Regions from separate parts of the Pan troglodytes genome. Here region 1 is linked to region 2. The links are chromatin contacts, called in public Hi-C maps. All regions are on one chromosome and are shown on one strand. Each heading gives the region's core, a stretch centred on a gene start, on an enhancer-like site or on the middle of the called end of the contact. The rest is flanking DNA. Distances are from core to core; before and after follow the strand shown. Region 1 overlaps LOC107974628 (a long non-coding RNA gene). Region 2 overlaps LOC112209211.

Evidence for each region. A called contact is a pair of places that touch in the nucleus more often than the background predicts.
Region 1: a contact with region 2 is called in a Hi-C map of stem cell-derived neural progenitor cells, with 2.8 times the contacts expected there. The contact joins two enhancer-like sites. A contact is called at or near these places in 3 of 7 Hi-C or Micro-C datasets (induced pluripotent stem cells and stem cell-derived neural progenitor cells) and 1 of 1 datasets of contacts at active chromatin or transcription factors (stem cell-derived excitatory neurons).

Annotation. Positions count from the first base shown.
Region 1 is chr4:28,251,181-28,253,880 of NHGRI_mPanTro3-v2.0_pri, forward strand. All of the region lies in intron 2 of LOC107974628 (a long non-coding RNA gene), which reads left to right. Among named protein-coding and RNA genes, the nearest start is that of TMEM161B, 370 kb to the left of the region's middle. Within about 2 kb of position 1,336, at least 12 of the 24 cell types and tissues checked have an H3K27ac peak or open chromatin away from gene starts, as enhancers often do. A contact at or near this core is called in stem cell-derived neural progenitor cells, where this site is marked.
Region 2 is chr4:27,464,234-27,466,933 of NHGRI_mPanTro3-v2.0_pri, forward strand. It overlaps LOC112209211, which reads left to right. Exons shown (of 5, transcript XR_008547911.2): 2 at 1-579. Among named protein-coding and RNA genes, the nearest start is that of MIR9-2, 17 kb to the right of the region's middle. Within about 2 kb of position 1,403, at least 10 of the 24 cell types and tissues checked have an H3K27ac peak or open chromatin away from gene starts, as enhancers often do. A contact at or near this core is called in stem cell-derived neural progenitor cells, where this site is marked.

The DNA of each region.
Region 1 (2,700 bases), core at 86-2,585, 790 kb after region 2:
ATCTTAACTCTTGGTCTGTAAGCAAAGAGCTCTTTGCATGGCCAAGGTGTTTAATAACTATTTAGGATTTTTCCGTCTTCAGGCTGCATTTATTTTTCCTCTTTAGTACTATCTTTGATCCTGGAGACTAAGGTACGTGTACAATTTGTCCGGATTTTCCCTATTTTCAAATGAGGTACTGTGACACAATGTGATTTTTTTCCCCTAGGGCCTTGAATCTCCTTCAGTATATTTAGAAGCAAAATGATTCACAGATTTAAAACACAGACAGGAAGTCAGTAACTCAAAGAACTAAATGTGTCTCTGGTTTAGATTTGCTGAGTGACCTTAGACAAAACACTTCACCTTTCTTTCTCAATTAATTTGTGAAATGGAGTTAAACCATTTTCTCATACCAGTAAAACAACAGTTAATAACTCATTGAACACTTAGAAATTTACACATGCCACGTACATAAACATGTTTCTGATGTTATTTTGAGTAGGTAAGTGTTTCCTATGTGAAATCATTAAAAAACTTCACAAGATTGAATGTGTAATTCATTTTCTGATTAGACTGTTTATTTTAAAAATCAATTTTTTTCTGCATTTTTGGTTGATTATTTTTCCCACTAAATTTACTGTCTCATCAAAGCAGCATTTGTTCATTTGTAGAATCATTTAGCATGTATTGGACTATGGGGACCTGAGATGGAACTTTTCCCATTTAAGAAAATAGCCACTCTGTGTTTAGGTTCCTGTAGGGGACACTTTAGGAGAGTGATGTTGTTATATCATGCCTACAAATACCTCATCTGGGTCTGTAGTCTCTGATATATCTGCTCATTCAAGATAGTGGCACTTAGCAATTCAACCAGATGTAAGTTGGCTAATAAACAAAGCCAGTATTCTCTAGGGGCTTGAACAACACTTCCTGTGTTTGACTCTGGTTGCCCTGAAGTTGTTTTAAGTCCAGCACTGCTGGTGACGTTTCCCCTTGTGCACTGAAACAGCTCATGCCATGTCAAAGGGCGTTGACCTTTTCACTCTTAGAACAAAAAGACTGGAAACAAATTATGCTCTGAGAATTGGTCAAAGGATAACAACAACAACAAAAAAGTGCCTGACCCCCAAAACAAGTGATGAACACAAATTCTAAGCTTTAGAGTATTATCATTAAGAGTATTGTCTCTTTAACCAACTTTTCTTTAAAGTGTAATATGAGCATTTGCTTCAATTTACTCTGAAACCACCCACCCCCAACCCCCCTTGGCTCCTTTTGCAGAACACAATGAACCAACTACTGTTGTCCCTACTCCCCCTATCCAGCTGAATCTATTACAGTTTACGAGCTGTCCACCATGGAGCTGAGTCTTCCAAACAGAATGACTCATCTGCAAGTTTTGCTCGTGGCTTCTGAGAGTATATTTAGTGTGAAGAACTGGAGGATGCAGCATATCCAAACACATGCTAGGCTACAGAATTTGAGTGGGAAAAAGAGGACAGGGCTAAAATAGAACTGTAATAAGCCAAAGAATTAGAGGCCTGGCTTAGCTTTTTCTGCTATGTAGCTTCAGCAACACCTACAGTTCCCCGCCAAGAATGGCACACCATATTAATGTAACGAAAATGAGGCTTCCCTGGTGGTTTCTTTTGGAAGGAAGAAAAACATACTTATGTAAAAAATAATCAAAAATAAAAATAAACCAGTGCTTCACTATTGTTCCAAGTTAATGGGAAAATAATTTATCCTTATATTAGTGAAATTAGGCAACACTTGCCCAGGAGCTACTTGTGCAGATAACTGGTGAGCTGAACAAACTTCTTTGGAAATTGTTTAGGTTGGTTCTTCATTATTAAACTCAAGCTGAATTTGACATAATTACAGGAACCACTCTCCTCTTCTTTCTCTCAGTCGTACTCTTGAACAAAAAGTTTTTGTGTTAATCGATTTGCCTTTTGATTTTATTGTTTAAATGTTCCATCAAAGACAATTATGGAAACCTAGGTATGATCTCACGTTTATATTGCTCAACAGTTCATCAGTGTTCTGACACTGAGTCAGCATTTGAAAGCAGTGATCACAAAAGCTAACAATCAGGGGTTCATGTCCCAGCACACGCCACGGAGCGACCAAAGTAGCTTTCTTTGGCTTGAACTAACACTCCCCTCACAGACTTCAACCCAACTCTCCTCTTTTTTCCTTCCTTTATGGCTCTGTGCTTACTTGTCTTTCTTCCTTTCTGTAGCTGTCGCTGTATTTCTCCTATTTACTTGTCTTTTTTCCCTTTTTTCTTCTATCTTTTCATTTTGTTGCTTCTCTCTTCTGTTCCTCCCTTCATCTGTTTTTCTTAACTGACTATGACAGTGAACTAAATATTATATTTAAATAACTGTTGTAAATCTCTGCAGAAAGGTTCAATTTTTTTCTCTTTAATAATCTATTATCAATAGTCAAAGTTTTGTATTTCTCTCATAAAAAATACATCATTTTTTTAATGAAGCCTTGATTTCTTTTTTGTTTCCCAGTAGCTCTTGATAGAAAAAGCAAAAAATTTCCTTAATCCTAAATCCAAAATGGATTTTCAGAGTAGAGCAGTTCAAGTTGCCCCCTCTCCCCCACAAAACAGGGAAGACTTGTTTCTAGCCAGTTGCTTTCAAAATGATTTTCTTTTATTGCCCCCAAACTCACTTATGCATAGCGATAGTCTTTGATTTACTT
Region 2 (2,700 bases), core at 153-2,652:
GAGCGGCCTCCAGCGCTCGGTCTGCTCGGGTAGAAGCCCATGAAGGGGGTCCCGCGGCGCTAGCTTTTGTACGGCCCCGCCTTGGCCAGCCGTGAGCTGACGCACCGGCTCCCCTGGGACGCTGGTGGCGTCGCACCGCAGCTGGGTGGGGAGCAATTTATTCCTCGCCGTCCCATCCCAGCCCATCTTTGGTTACTCCACCCTACCCCTCCCATCCCTCCTCCTCCTCCTCCTCTTCCTCCTCCTCCTCTAACAACGCCCGCACTACCTTCTGATTCTCCACCTCCTCTTCATCCTCCATCCCCCTTTTACTTCTCTCTCTCCGTCTCTCCTCCCTCCCGCCTCCTTTCTCCCTCTCCCCCTCCCTCTCTCCTCTGAATAAGCAAGCTTTTGCCTCTAAAAGTCACAAGTAATCCTCGTGTGTGACAGAGAGAGAGAGAGAGAGAGAGAGAGAGAGAGAGAGAGAGAGAGAAACGAGCTGGCGGAGAGGAGCAGAAGGCAGGAGGGGAAATCTGGCACAACGGCTGGGAGAGGAAACTTGATGCTTCTGGGCCACCATTTGCCAGGGCCTCGCTCGAGGTAAGTACACTGGGGTCCCGCGGAGTCCGTACCTGTCAGGGTCCAGCCCCCGCCCATAGCCGAGAGATGGGCACCCTTACCTGGGCTATTCAAATAATGATCAAAATGGAACGGGGATGGGATGCGGGTGAGGGAGTGCTCCAGCCGGAGGGCCCGGGGCCCAGAGAATGATGTGCGCCTGGAAGCTTGAACCCCGGGCTCTTGCCCCTGGGCACCTTGTGCCTCCAGCCAAGGTTCCGAGCGACGGCGTGGGGCTCCAGCTATCCGATTTCCCTTCCTAAGTCGCGCGTTCGACAGCTCCCTCCTTTACACACCCGCGTGCAAATGAGCCGCTGCTCTGTCATGAAGTGAGAATGTGAGCCTCTTTCAAACCCTAGAAAAGGAAAGTTTGGTAAGGCGGGGGCTGCGCAGATCTGCTGTTCTCTGGAACCTAAACTGGGCACCCTAGACTTGCGCAGAAAATTAATAGTTTTCCATTTTTCTTTAAAAAAATTACCTTCAACGAAAAATTGTTTGTATTCAAAAAAATTATTGGATTACCATGTCTGATCAGCTGCTGATGACCTACCAATAAGCGTTTTAAACACACATGCACATTCACGCGTGCGCGCGCGCGCGTACACACACACACGCGCGCATACACACACACACACACACACACCCCAGGGGCTATGTGCAGTGAGGAAGGCCGTCATAAGTAACTAAGAATTCAGAGGGAGTCGCAAGGGCTTTTAAGTGTGTAAAGGCTGTGTACGTGTCCTCCTTGTTACAGAGAGCAGAGGGAGGGGGCAGACGGAATGAGCGTCGGCTCGGCGTTTTCGCTGTGCCTGTGTGTTTCGCGTGTTGTCAGCTGGCTCTGGTTTCTAAGGGCTGAGCGCTGCCAGGGGCGGGGGCCAGCATCCACCATCCACCTCGGCACCCTAGTGGTGAAACAGGACTCATTTGTTTGGTGCAGAGCGGTGACGACCTAGAAGAGACTGGAGTGTGGTTAGGTCGGCCCCCTGCCATCCATTACACCTGCGGCAGATGGCTCAAGTGGTAGAATGGTTTTGTTTGCCGAGATCAAGAAAGGAGGAGGGGAAAGCTAGAGCCTCGCCCCACTCAAAAGAAGTACCATAAAGAGCCAAAGAAATAAAGAAGCCATATTCGTACCATCAAAAGCAAGAATGTTGCTGCCTTCCAGGAGTTAACCTGGACACGTTAGTGACTGGCACCTGGCCCGAATTGATAACGACTGAATTTTAGAACCAACATTTTTCAAATGTATTTTTGATGAAATGCCTACTTCTCCCTACACACACACACACAACACACACACACCTATCTCCAGCTAGATGCACACAGGTGTCCTTGGAGCTCTACTCCCTGAAGCCAAATGTCAGTAAGATCCTGCGGATTTCCAGATGAAGAAAGCCTCTTGTCTCCCCCCACTTTTTTCAGTCGGCCTGCTAGCTTCCACACACAAGCCCCTCTCGCAAGACAACCACCTGGCTGGAATTTAGCCAGGTGTCAAATGTATCCATCTCATTTTCACATGCAATAATGTGCCTTTCTGATCAATCTTCACATCCTTGCATCCATTCCTTCCCCCCTGCTACTCAAGAAGCAAGAAAGGAGCACACACATCCTCCCAGGCAGTCCAGAGGAAAGGCAGGCGTGACAAAGAACACAGACACAGTCTAATGACAATTTAGCCTGTCTTCTATTCCTTAACTTTCTTGTTAAATAAGAGGAATGAAAAGAAAAATATATTGAGGGAGACCTAAACAGAAAGCCTTGTAAGCCTTGTCTCCTCCCTTACTTCACCCAGTCATCACGATAACACCCATACACAAATTGCCTTTATGAATATGCTTATTCACATTTAATGTGAAATAAAAAATTATTTTGCTGGCCTAATTTTCTGTACTGAACAGTAAACATTCCTTCTACTAGAGTTTAATACACTAATGCTTTGGGGATGACTAGTATGAAGAGAAATTCCACAATTTTTGAAACAGAAATTCTATTTTTCTATCTTCTTTAATGTCAAATCAACATTTTTTAGTTAGTAAAACCAAAGAATATCAAACAATGAGAGTCCTTTCTAGCTAAGATTTTGGAGTCACAAATAAAGCTACA